Linked DNA regions of Sus scrofa: regions 1 and 2 are each linked to region 3. A link is a contact called in public Hi-C data. All regions are on one chromosome and are shown on one strand. Each heading gives the region's core, a stretch centred on a gene start, on an enhancer-like site or on the middle of the called end of the contact. The rest is flanking DNA. Distances are from core to core; before and after follow the strand shown.

Region 1 (4,101 bases), core at 934-3,433, 2.1 Mb before region 3:
CCACAGCCACAGCAATGCGGGATCCGAGCTGCGTCTGCCACCTACACCGCAGCTCATAACGCCAGATCCTTAACCCACTGAGCGAGGCCAGGGACTGAACCCGCAACCTCATGGTTCCTAGTTGGATTCGTTAACCACTGAGCCACGATGGGAACTCCTGAAGGAGTATTGTTGAAACCAAAAAAAAAAAAAAAAAAAAAATTGCTCGAATATACTAAGGATGTGTTACTGCAAATTAATTCCTTAAAAACAGATAGTCCTTCCGTTAATAACGACTGAGGGGGCCTCTTTTGAGTAAAGGCACAACATTCCTAAGGGGCTGCTATGGCCGTAAATTGAAGAATAACCTTTGCCTGTGCATATTACAGAAGGAATGCTGGTTGTCTGGGTTTAGCAGCGGTACTAGGTTAAGAGCTTCATGTGTCAGAGACCCCTGGAGGTTTGAGTCCCAGGTCTGCCACTTATCAGCTCTGTGGCTTCCAGCGGGTCACTTAACCTCTCTGGACTTCAGGATCCTCCGCTGTAAATGGGATAACTGTATCTGCCTCAGAGGGCTGCTGTGAGGTCTAGTACTGTGTTTGGAACGTGCACAGCAACATTATTACAAAAACACAATCTGTAACATCATCTTTAAGTATCCAAAACATGTCACCTTTCAGCCAAAGGCAGCTTAATCACCAGAGTAGAAAACAAAATAAACAAAAGAAATTAGTCAGATCCTATACTTCCAATTTTCTGGTTATTTAAGTTTGACATCTTGTCTTCATAAAGACCTAACAGGTCAAAGTTCCCATCGTGGCTCAGCAGTAACAAACCTGACTAGTATCCATGAGGAACCGGGTTCAATCCCTGGCCCTGCTCAGTGGGTTAAGGATCCAGTGTTGCCCATGAACTGTAGTGTAGGTTGCAGGTGGAGCTTGGATCCCGCATTGCTGTGGTGTAGAGCAGCAGCTGCAGCTCGGAATCAGCTCCTAGCCTGGGAATTTCCATATGCTGTGGGTGCGGCCCTAAAAAGAAAGCAAAAAAAAAAAAACAAAACGACATAACAGGTCAACGAATTAGGTTTCTAGGAAATATCTAGGATTGCTTAGAGGGAAAAAAGAGTACTAGACTAAAAGTAAGGAGATGTTACATCGAGTCCTGGGTATGTCCTGTTTGACTACTGCCAATTTACTTAACCTTTTAACTCACACGCTTAGTAAAAAAACTCATCACGTTTTGTTTTAATTTTTCTCCACGTATTTGCCTCCCTCAATCTCTCTTTCTCATGTGGGTAAGCTCTCCAGTGCAGGATTTATACCTTTGGCTTCCCTGCACCTTTACCGAAAGTAATGGCCCCACGTAAGAGCCCAATAGTGAACTGGTATCACTTTATCAATGAGGGGTTTATCCAGATCCAGTTCAAATACATGGTAAAATCCCAGAACAAAAACTCAAAGAGCTGTTCTTTCATTAAATCCTGAACACCCCAACTAGTTGTCAACTTAGGGGAGCGACCTTTAAACTCATACAATCTATGGCTCATTGGCCCGTTTGCAGAAATGCCAGTTTCCTTCGTGCACGGGTCATGTTTACTACAAAACGCAGACATCATCTCGTCTTATGAAACGCCTTCTCTGTTCTAAAAGACTAAGACGTGTTTTAAGTCTCCTGAATTGCATTCACCAATGAATCCCTAGCGGTTCTGACGGTTCCCCTGCGGTGCTGTGTTTACCTCGGCCGCGTGGGAACCACATCAGACGCTTGGCCGCCCCACCGCCTGCGGTCCCTCCGCGCGCGGGCTCTCACCTCGTGGCTGCCGCTCGTCTCGGGCTCCGGGTGTACAGCGAACCCAAAAAGAACCTGCTCGTAGCAACCAGCCACCACCTCCATTCAGCAGCGCACGTGCCTCCTCAGCGAGCGGGGCTCGGCGCAGCTGGGCAGTGACGCAAGCGGACGCAAGGGGCAGAGGGGGTCCTTCTTGCGTCGGCGCTCAAATTTACGTCAAGACCGCGGGGCTGCCTTTTAGGCGCCTGACTCCATGGGAGAGATTTCGGGACTAGAAGATCACGCGGAATTACCAAGAGGAGAATAAGAAAGGACGCCACATGGCGAGAGTCTCATTTCAAGGAGAAAGCAAACGGAGGATCAGCAGGCATATTCTAGGAAGCCCCGTGTCAGGCGATTCTGAGGCGAGGGGGCGGGACATCCTGCGCGAAAGTCCTCGTTTCCGGGGCGTCTACGGAAGGGGCGGGGCAGCTTCCGGGCTGGGCGGGAGGCGAGGGGGCGGCTCCGGCGTTGCAGTGTAATTGGCGGATCGACGCCTGTGTGTAGTGGCACAGGTACAGGCGTTAGGCTTTCGGTGGTGCAGGAAGTCGTGGAATGAACCTTTTTCGTTCACATTCGCTGTAATAGAGCAAGGAGGGGGGCATGTAGGACTGGTAGGGCTCGCAGTCGTCAGAGGGGTCCGATTCCCTCGCCCCCGCCCAGGCCAAATAATCTCGCTCTGCGCACCTTTCCTCCCAGCTTGCTTTTGGTTTCTCGAACTCTGGGGACAAATCGGCCACTGTGGGGCATCCTGCGGGTGGGGGAGGACCCTTTGCTTGAGGGGGGGTAAAGACACTGCTCGAAGAGGAAGGGCCAGTCACCCTAGGTTCGGTTCTAGAAGGAAATCTCATATTCCGTTTCACCACCTCCCCCACCTTAAGTGCAAAGTCAGTGTTATTAAAAACACAGGTAGCCCTAATTTAGATTTGAGGTTTTCATGAGATACAGAGATTCAGAGATGTGTTAGAAAGGACAGCTTCGCACCTGCGAAGTGACTGGACTGTGCCACATAGAAGTGATTTTACTTTGGTGGCTTTGTCACTGCAGCGCCAGGAAGGCCTTGTCTTCTGCGCATTTTGGCGACTCCATGTGTAAGCACTTCTTAGGCACTGAAATGCTGAAGTTCAAATCGTTCTCAGGCTTTTGGAAACCCTGTTTACAGCACAGGCACCCATGGGAGCAACTGTGGGTGTGGAACCACAGTGACGTTCACACTAATCCTTTATGTTCCCAGTGTATGTAAGTTATGTTTATGTCACACTGTAGTCCATTAAGTGTGTAATACCATATGTCTGGAAAAAATGCATATTCTTTAATTTTGAAGAACTACTTCATTGCCGCCCCCCCCCCAAAAAAATTGCTAACCATAGCGTTCTTGGCTGTGGCACAGTGGGTTAGGAATCTGACTGCAGCAGCACCGGTCGCTGGGGAAGTGAGGGTTCCATCTCTGGCTCCACACAGTGGGTTGAAAGATCTGGAGTTGCCACAACTGCGACCCACAGTGTGGCCTGGGAGAACTCCCATATGCTGTGGGTGCACCCATTAAAAAAAAAAAAAATCATGAGCTTTATGTATTCTGTTTCTTCTGGAATCCCTCAGTACCCTGCCTCATTACCCCAGCGAAATCTCAACTGTTGTTCGATAAGAATTAGTACTCATTTGAAATTAATTTTAATGTGTCATGATAACAGGATAATTACTCTCCTGCGTCTCTTACCAGATGGCCACACTTTTACCTGCTTAAGTAGTAACATTTAAGAAAAGACTGTGATTTGAAAGTCTTTTGTTCCAACCAGGAATTTTTTAAAAATATAGTTAGTTCTAGAATAAAAACCATAGTGCAAGCGACATAAACAACTCAAAGAGGCTTACCCTTCCTTCCTTTCCCCCTTTCTTCCTTCCCCCCTCCCTTCCTTCCTTTCCTGTTAGAAATTAGTTGAACCAGAAACTTTTAAGTTTAATTAGGTCCCATTTGATCCAGCAGTCCCACTCCTGGGCATCTATCCAGAGAAAACCATGACTCGCAAAGACACATGTACTCCGATGTTCATTGCAGCACTATTTGCAAGAGCCAAGACATGGAAACAACCTAAATGTCCATCGACAGAGGAGTGGATCAAGATGTGGTCCAAATACACAATGGAATATTACTCAGCCATTAAAAGGAACGAAATACCAGCATTTGTAGCAACATGGATGGACCTAGAAATTATCATGCTAAGTGAAATCAGTCAGACAATGAGACACCAACATCAAATGCTTTCACTGACATGTGTAATCTGAAAAAAGGACAGA
Region 2 (4,410 bases), core at 1,488-3,987, 2.1 Mb before region 3:
GCGCACACTGTGACATCAAAGCCTCACCTCGCTGATGGAGCCACCAGCACCCCCCCCACACCTGACAGAGGAAAGGAGCAGAGGGGCCTTCTCTCAGGGGCGCTCATGACCCAGGAGCTCTCAGGTGGGAACACGTTTGGGGGAGTTTTGCTATTTTACCAGAGGAGCTCAAGTCTTACTACACCATTCCTCTCTCCAGTAGGCGGGACACTTCCACCCAAAGAGAAAAGAAGGGCTCCCAGGAATTCCCACTGTGGCTCAGCACGTTAAGGACCCGACGCCTCGGTGAGGATGTGGTTCGATCCCTGGCCTCGCTCAGGGGGTTAAGGATCCAGGGTTGCCGCGAGCTGTGGTGCAGGTCACAGACGTGGCTCAGATCCCATGTTGCTGTGGCTGTGGCATCGGTGAGCAGCTGCAGCTCTGAACAGACCCCGAGCCTGGGAACTTCCGTGTGCCTCAAGTGTGGCCTTAAAAATAAAAGAAAAAAGGAAGGGCCCTAACCAGGCCTGATTAACCCAGCAAGACCCAGAACGGTCCGTGGGCTCATCCCCAAAGGAAAGGAAAGGGGCAGTGAATTAAAAAATGACTTGGAGAGTAAGAATTCTTCTCTTTGGGGGGAGGTGGGTAAGGAAGGAGGTGGAAACAAGCATGTCACCGACACAGCTGTGCCTGGTTTAACATGAAGACTAGTTTTCCTCCCACTTGAAGAGCAGAGATGGCCTCCGGGGTTGAGGCTGATGTATGGCAGGTGGTGATAAGAATAATCTATTACCACCCAGCCCACTATCTTTAGACAAAGAGGCCAAACAAGTGACTGGACATGATGCCTGGTACAGCTCGGCCAGATATCATACAGGCAAGTGCGGGAGGAGCCTCAGGACTGGTAACAAACCTGCACTCAAGCTAGAGGACCTAAGCAAACTTGACTCCAATGATTCTGTAGTGCGGGGGACCCTGGGGGCTCGCTCTTCACCAGAAACAAGATTTTAGGAGGTTAAATAACCACAGACCATACCTGCTTTTGCATAGCCAATGATCCCACCGGAAGCAACCAGTGCTGCATAACCAAAGCCAATCCAATGTAAAGGCACTCTGAAAACGGAACAGTAAGCAATCAGTGCCAATCAAGTTAAAACAAACAAAAAAACCCACATAACCACAGAATGGGATCACAAGGTCAGCATTCCAGAACAATCCTATCACTGTACAAATGCATATAAATCCCAGAGGTTAGAAGACCTGCCCAGAGTTAGTGGCAGAGCTGGGCTCGAACCCAGGTTCTAGGTACATGTCTGTCTTCCCAGACCCCAGGCTGCCCGGCAGCCTCAGCTCAGCATCCTTTTCAGAGGAGGGAAGAAACTCTGGCTTTGAGACGCTCTAGACGATTCCACCCCCCTTCACTGTGCACTTACAGTGGGCCGGAATCCTTCTGCATTGTTCTCTTCCACTCCGTACAGACAGAAGATTAGATCAGGCCTGCACCTGCCGAGGAGGGGCTGGATCAGCGGTGGTTAAAACCCAGCTCTTTCTGGCAGTCAGAAAGCAGTGGGTCCAACTTCAGCTCTGGTCCTTGGGAGCTAAGAACTAATGGGTGAGCTACCCAGCCTCTCAATGCCTCCTTCCCTCACCTACCAAGAGGGTAACAACGGTACACATTTCCTAGGGCTACTGCGGGCATCGAACGGGATAATATGGAAAAGTGCTTTGCACATAATAATTGCTGAACAGATACCAACCATTCTAGTAATAACCTCAATTCTAATGACACGCCCACAGGAAATTGCACTGACCAGTTCTGCACCATTAATGAACTAACCTTCTCTTTATTTAACCAAGTTACAACTAAATCAGAAAATAAATGCCTCCTGTGGGCTTAATTCAAGGATTTTAATTGCCCCTTCTGGGCGGAAGAGGCCCCTGCCCAAAGAATTGAATTATTTCAATACTCAACATTTTAAAAACTTTCAAATTGACAGAACACTGTAAACCAGCTATGATGGAAACAATAAAAATAAAAATCATTTTAAAATTCAAAAATATAAAACTTTCAGATAGTTATTTAATTTTACAGCACTCATAGTTTACTGATAGAGCAGGAGCGAGGTGGGCGGATAAAATGTGCAAAAGTCCAAGGCATAATTACGTAGAACACCACTCCTGTGGCAAAGCGGGATGTAACTCCTACTTTCTTCAATGCATTTGGTACCCAACGAGGCTAAGCTTGAAAGCCATACATACCACTTGTTTAAACTATTAAGTGTCTATAAAAGGGGGGAGGACTTGCAATCGTACTAGTCATTAATTCGACGTAGCACTGAGTCATCGAGATTGTTAAGGAGATGGACCAATGAGATCTCCAGGAAAAGAATCAGCTCTGCGCTACAACGGTCAACATTTGCCTCAAGGGCTCAGGGTTTCCGCAGGATTCACAACCCACTTTAAGGAAAGCAGAAAATGAGCGACTAGACCAGCAACTACCACGCAGCCTCAAGTCCCTGCCTGGATCCTGGGGATGAAGGGCAGAGGCAGCCAAGGCCCTCGCGTAATTTCTCAAGGTCAAAACAGGTGTCAAATGTTAATAATTCCGAACACGAACCTACTTCCCGAAGGTCTGCACCGGAGGACGAGAACGCAGAACCGTGAGTCCCCGACCTGCGGTCCTGCAGGAAATATCGCGGCGCGTCCTCTACGTCTCAGGGGCGGGGCCAGGGGGAGGAGTCGCCGAGCGCACCCAGCGTCTCGGGGGCGGGGCGAGGCGTGGGGCGGGGCTAGAGGTCCGGAGCCGCGGCGGGATCCAGCGTCGGCGGGGCGGGGCGGGGCGGGGCGGGGCGGGGCGGGGCGGGGGGGGGGGCGGGGCGGGGCGGGGCTAGAGGTCCGGAGCGTCGGCGGGGCGGGGCGGCGGGGCGGGGCGGGGCGGGGCGGGGCGGGGCGGGGCGGGGCGGGGCTTACAGTGGGCACGTATTGTGCGTCTTAGGGGCGGAGAGTGGCAGAGCAGATCCAGTGTCCCCCGGCAGAGGGCCCGGTCATGCCCGTTCAAAGCCGGAAACCCAGAGTTGGAGTCTGGTCTTGCGAGAGGCCTTGCGAACTGGGCCAGGCTCCCGGTGGGGGTTGCCACTGTGGAAGAAGGGCATCGGAGGCTGGTTTCTGAAGGACTGCATTAACGGAGGACCTTTACCAGAGGTGTAAAACCAGATGCAGGAGGCCATCAGAAAGGAATGTCACTCTAGCCGGATTAAGTTGTTTGCCATTATGGGAAGACACCTCCTATAGAAGATACGGTGGCCACAGGCTAAACACTGTGGCTCACTTCAGTGTTTGATTTAGGGAATCCATCTACTTGAAAAACATCTTAAAGGAGTTCCCTTTGTGGCTTAGCGGGTTAAGAACCCCACGAGTATCCATGAGGATTCAGGTTCCATCCTGCTGGCACAGCTCAGTGGGTTAAGGATCCAGCGTGGCTGTGGTGCGGGCTGGCAGCTGCAGCTTGGATTTGACCCCTAGCCTGGGAATTTCCACATGCAAGCAGGCGTAGCCCTAAAAAGAGAAAACAGTTTCGGTTGTGGCTCAGTGGAAACAAATCTGACTAGTAACCATGAAGTTGTAGGTTCAATCCCTGACCTCGCTCAGTGGGTTAAGGATCTTGAGTTGCCGTGAGCTGGGGTGTAGGTTGCAGAAGCAGCTCAGATCCTGTGACTGTGGCATAGGCCAGAGGCTACAGCTCTGATTCCACCCCTAGCCTGGGAACCTCCACATGCCACGGTTGCAGCCCCGAAAAGCTAAAAAAAAAAAAAAAAAAAAAAAAAGAAAAAGAAAAAGAAAGAAAAAAGAAAAAATACATCTCAAAAGGGAACAGTGAATGAGTTAAGTTTGCAAATGATAGGGACAGAGTAAAGGGACAAAGTACGTGATTAAATAGTTAATCTCACTAGGGAATTGTAAGTAGAGAAAAAGTATGGGAGACCCTGGAAGTTAATCATCACTCAAGCAAGCAGGCTTGCTGAGCAACAAATCCACACAACAGAAATGTGAGCTGTGCCCCCAAACAAGAAAACAATGGTGGAATGAGACCCACTTCCTGCCCAGCGAAGTTAGTAAGTTAATGATTCCTAGGACATGCTTCTCTGCACACACTAAATGCAAAAACATAGGAAAAGATGACATTACACTGAAACTTGAAATGATTTACCACATTTAATGTTACCAACCTTTTTGCTCACCCCCACTGTGTGATGACAGTCCAATTTGACCATGTAGGGACAAAAAAGCTCTCCTGCCCAACATAGAGAAGGAGCTGATGATGGAAGTTTGACATCTACTCAAGAATGAGAAAGAAAATTGTCTTCTCCTCTCCCCACTTTTCCTTTGATTATAAAACTGTGACCCACTAAGTTCTTGGGGCACCATACTCCC
Region 3 (4,140 bases), core at 1,093-3,592:
TTGTCTCCTCATTCTTATGCCTGATATTGAGTGAAGTGGAACACGCATCAGTTCGCCATAAAAACAGGGAAAGGAGGCTGTAGGGAGTTAGAACAGTGTGGGCTTCAGAACCAGAAAATTGACCTGAAATTCACAATCTCCATGTATTAAAGAGGTTCTCAACCCTGGCTGGATGTTAAAATGGGGGGGGGATATTTTAAAATACCAAAGCCTGCTCCCACCCCAGACAAACCAAATCAGGATCTCTAGGAGTATGGCACGCCATCTGCATTTTTTAGATGCCCCAGGTGACTCATGCACAGATCTATTAGCTATGTCAGTTTGGGCAAGTTAATTTACTCTCCCTGGCATCTACAAGGGAGTGTCATAGACATCTGTCACTGTCATGTCCAACCATCAGTGTTTGTCTTATTTAAGTTTTGTTGCTGTTGTAAGAATTAGGCTTGCAAAAAAGATACATACATTGTAATTAATTGATATGTCCTCATAATTCTTTAGATGTATGGGTTCCATCTCCCCTTTGTCTTATCTTTTCCCTTCACAGGTTATTTATTGAAACAGTCAGATCATTTGTCCTATAGAGTTTTCCGTGATCTAGAATTTGCTGATTGCATCTCTACGGTCTCACCTAACTTGTTCCTCTTTCCCCCTGTTACTTCCTGTGAACTGGTTATTAGATCAAAAGGCTTGATCAGCTTCAGACTCAGCTGGAAAGGCTACTTTCTAGGTGATGATAGGTACCTTTCTCAGAAGCTCATTCTGTCTCTTTGCCTCTATTTGTAGGATGTGAAGTTATTGATAATCATTGCCCAGATCCTTGATTTCATTGGAGGGTGCAGAACAATGATTTTCTATTCTTTTATCTTCATTTATTCGCTGGAACACTTCTATAAAGAGAAAGTTTCCCCTCATCAGTACTTGGTTTCCCTGAGATACAGTAGCTATAGGATAATCTTAAAAAAGTAACTTTGTTTCCATTATTTATCACCTTTCAAAATAATGAATGGGTTCTCTAGAATTTTGTTCTTGTTTTTTAATGTCATTATGAGCTCATAACTTTGAACGTATTTAAAGTGTTTCAGGAGTCTCCTGGTAGCCTAGCAGGTTAAGGATGTGCCATTGTCACTGCTGTGGCTTGGGTTCAATCCAGGGCCTGGGAACTTCCGTATGCCATGGACACAGCCCCAAAATAATAAATAATAACTTTAAAAATTGATTTTCCACCCATTTACTCCCCCAGTTATCATTTTCACATTTGGGTGCATGTCTTTTCATTTGATTTGAAATAATTTTTACTGGAATTCAAATCAAACCTCAGTTTGAGTAATTTAGGCCAAGCCTTATTTTAAATATACCACCCATTGGAATTAGATAACTACAAATGTTTTAAATATTTTATTACAAGTAAAATGTGTACCTAAACACTGAAAATAGATGAGTGAATTCTCTCATCTTGGCCTTTTGGGAACTAGTGAAATAGTCATTCAATTCTCTATATAAGGAAAATAAATAGATAATTCATGCACAACAATCCACTTGCACTGGAATTCCCTTTGTATTTTGTTTATGTTGATTTGGCCAAATTTTCTTTTTCTTACATTTCTTTCCACTGCCAGAATTAATTTAAGTATTTTAGGGTAGAGAAGCTTAGTTCCCCACTAAACGTCTATGTTTCTGACTTAGTGATGAACTATCTTGTATTTCTTTTCCATTTCTCTCAGAGTAATACACATCGTTTATTCGTTCTTCAATGAGGAAACTGTTTTTCAGAAATCTTTTGGGGTTGAACACGTACTACCCATTTTATACCTTGAAGATATAAGAATTTAGCAACTTCGGGGGAAAACGTTATGTGCATTTTTTATTTCGATACCCAAAGCTACATAAATTGTATCACATATAAATCATACATAAATATACATAATATACATAAATTATATCATTATTATATCTTTGCGGTATTGTAAATAAAGATCATTAAAACCAATGATACCTGATTTCCTTGGCTTGCCCAAATCACTTGATACAAACTCTCCCCTTTTTGGGGGAGAGGTGCTCGCACTCCTGGCTTGTGGAAGTTCCCCGGTCAGGGATCGAACCCCTACAGCCACAGTGCCCTTTGCATAATCCTCAAATTTAAATTCCACCGCCAATCCTGATCCGAGAGCGGAGGTTTGCCAGCTCCTCCCCATCTGTCACGCACCCCTCTTTAGGCCCCGCCCCCTCTCTTGGTCCCGCCTCCTCGCCGGGAACACGTTCCACGCCCCCTACGCTCAGCCAATAGAAGGTGACGTTGGAGGGAACGGGACGTCCCTCTCAGCCAGTGCAGGAGATCCTTGCTGACCTGGTCCCGCCCCTGCCGAGAGCTCGGAGCCGGAAGATGGCGGCGGCCGCTGAGTTGACGCTGCTGGAGAAGTCTCTGGGGCTGAGTAAAGGGAACAAATACAGCGCCCAGGGCGAGCGCCAGGTGAGAAGCGGAGGCGGCGCGGAGGGGGAGAGGTGGGCGGGAGCGAGGCCTGCCGGGCCCGGGGAGGATCCGGCCGGCGGGCGGAGGCGGCGAGTGAGGCTGCCGCCCTCACCTCCCCACGTGTCTGCTTCCCCCGGTCTCCTCCTGCGGCCCTCGCTGCCGGAGGAGCTTGGCCTGAACGTTCCTCCTGCGAAGTTGTCATCATGCCGTTCTGGGAAAGCGAGGGGGTCCTCAGAGAGCCCTTAGGCCAGGCTGGAGGCCCCGCGTGTGCATTCAGTCGGAGCGTTCACTGTAATGGTACCTTTCGTTTGGAATTACGCAACTGCTGCGAGCGAACCGCGTGCCAAGGACACAGTGCCAGGACTGGGGGATGCAGCAGTGGTCCCGGCGGACGTGCCCTCCGCTCAGGAAGCTTGGTTTTCAGCTGGGTGGACAGACGATGCAGCTATTCTTGTCACCCTCCCGAAAAGTGCTGCATCGAAGCTAGATGGCCGGGAGATCACCTATTGGCCCAAACTGGGAGATTCAGCTTTTCTGAGGCCTTTTTAGATTAAATGTGCAACGTGCGAGAGGGAGAAGGTTCCGCGGAGTGAGATTACCTGGGAAGGTACAAGGATTCTGATTTCTAAGGGCCTTAAGGACGTTTCTGTTTTATAAAGGTGGCGTTTGCGAGGGATGGAATGAATGTATTGGAGGAGGAGAATGTAGGAAGACCACTTTGGATATATACACGGGGTTCGCTCCTTTGAGATTTTTTTTTTTTTTCCTAGATGATACTTGTTTCTTTTTCTGTTCTTCATTTGATCCCTGTTAAAATCTCGACTCCAGAACAGTTGTGTTGTAGTTGTTTTGCTGACCGCACCCGTGGCATATGGAGGTGCCCAAGCCAGGGAGGTGCCTCACCTCGCCACCAGATCCTTAACCCGCTGCGGCACAGCAGGAACTCCAGTCGTGTTGTAGTGTGAAACTGAAGGAGAGGATGCAGGACTTAACCTAAGAGCAGCCCACCAAGTGGTGCAGAGTAGGCACTGGAGCCAGACTGGCCTGCTTTTGCTTTTTCCTCTGGCCTCCTGCTGATTCCTCCCCTCTGCCACTACTCCCAGTTGGTTCTGGTTTTGTTTTGTTTTGTTTTGTTTTTGTTTTTGTTTTTTAAGGAACCCACTGCCTGGTGTTCTGGAAGTTAGGTATCCAGCCTCATCACTGCTGTGGCTCAGGTTCCATCCCAGGCCTGGGAACTTTTGAGTGCCAGGGCGCACCCAAAAACCAAAACAAAACCAAAGAAATGGGTTTGCAAACTTCATGAAGAGCTCGTGTTTGACATGTGTAAGACGAATAAACTATGAAAGGTTGGGTAATTTGGGATGACACGTAGATGGGATAACAGTGTGATGAACGTATGATGGACAGGATCGTGAATGACGCAGTGCGAAGCAAGCCCAGAATTATAGTGCGGAGCCCTATGCTGAGGGCTGTGGAGTTTAGAATTAAAACTTTTTTTTTTTTTTTTTTTTTTTTTTTTTTTGGAGTTCCCGTTGTGGCTCAGTGGTTAACGAATCTGACTAGGAGCGATGAGGTTGCGGATTCGATCCCTGGCCTCACTCAGTGGGTTAAGGATCCGGTGTTGCCATGAGCTGTGGTGTAGGCTGGCAGCTACAGCTCTGATTGGGCCTCTA

The links. Hi-C and Micro-C count contacts between places; a contact is called where the count stands out from the background.
Region 1: a Hi-C map of liver shows a contact between it and region 3, with 6 times the contacts expected there. The contact joins the promoter of PAK1IP1 here to the promoter of EEF1E1 in region 3. A contact is called at or near these places in 4 of 47 Hi-C or Micro-C datasets (heart right ventricle, liver, retroperitoneal adipose tissue and 1 more).
Region 2: a contact with region 3 is called in a Hi-C map of skeletal muscle, with 6 times the contacts expected there. The contact joins the promoter of LOC100517166 here to the promoter of EEF1E1 in region 3. A contact is called at or near these places in 1 of 5 promoter capture datasets (liver) and 4 of 47 Hi-C or Micro-C datasets (heart right ventricle, liver and skeletal muscle).

The regions. Positions count from the first base shown.
Region 1 is chr7:7,442,601-7,446,701 of Sscrofa11.1, reverse strand. It overlaps PAK1IP1 (p21-activated protein kinase-interacting protein 1), which reads right to left and starts at 2,183. Exons shown (of 11, transcript XM_001926200.4): 1 at 1,789-2,183. The coding sequence starts at 1,872.
Region 2 is chr7:7,460,514-7,464,923 of Sscrofa11.1, reverse strand. LOC100517166 (transmembrane protein 14C) reads right to left here and starts at 2,737. Exons shown (of 7, transcript XM_021100171.1): 1 at 2,597-2,737; 2 at 1,413-1,482; 3 at 1,016-1,092. The coding sequence starts at 1,435.
Region 3 is chr7:5,388,835-5,392,974 of Sscrofa11.1, reverse strand. EEF1E1 (eukaryotic translation elongation factor 1 epsilon 1) reads left to right here and starts at 2,342. Exons shown (of 4, transcript NM_001243545.1): 1 at 2,342-2,467. The coding sequence starts at 2,381.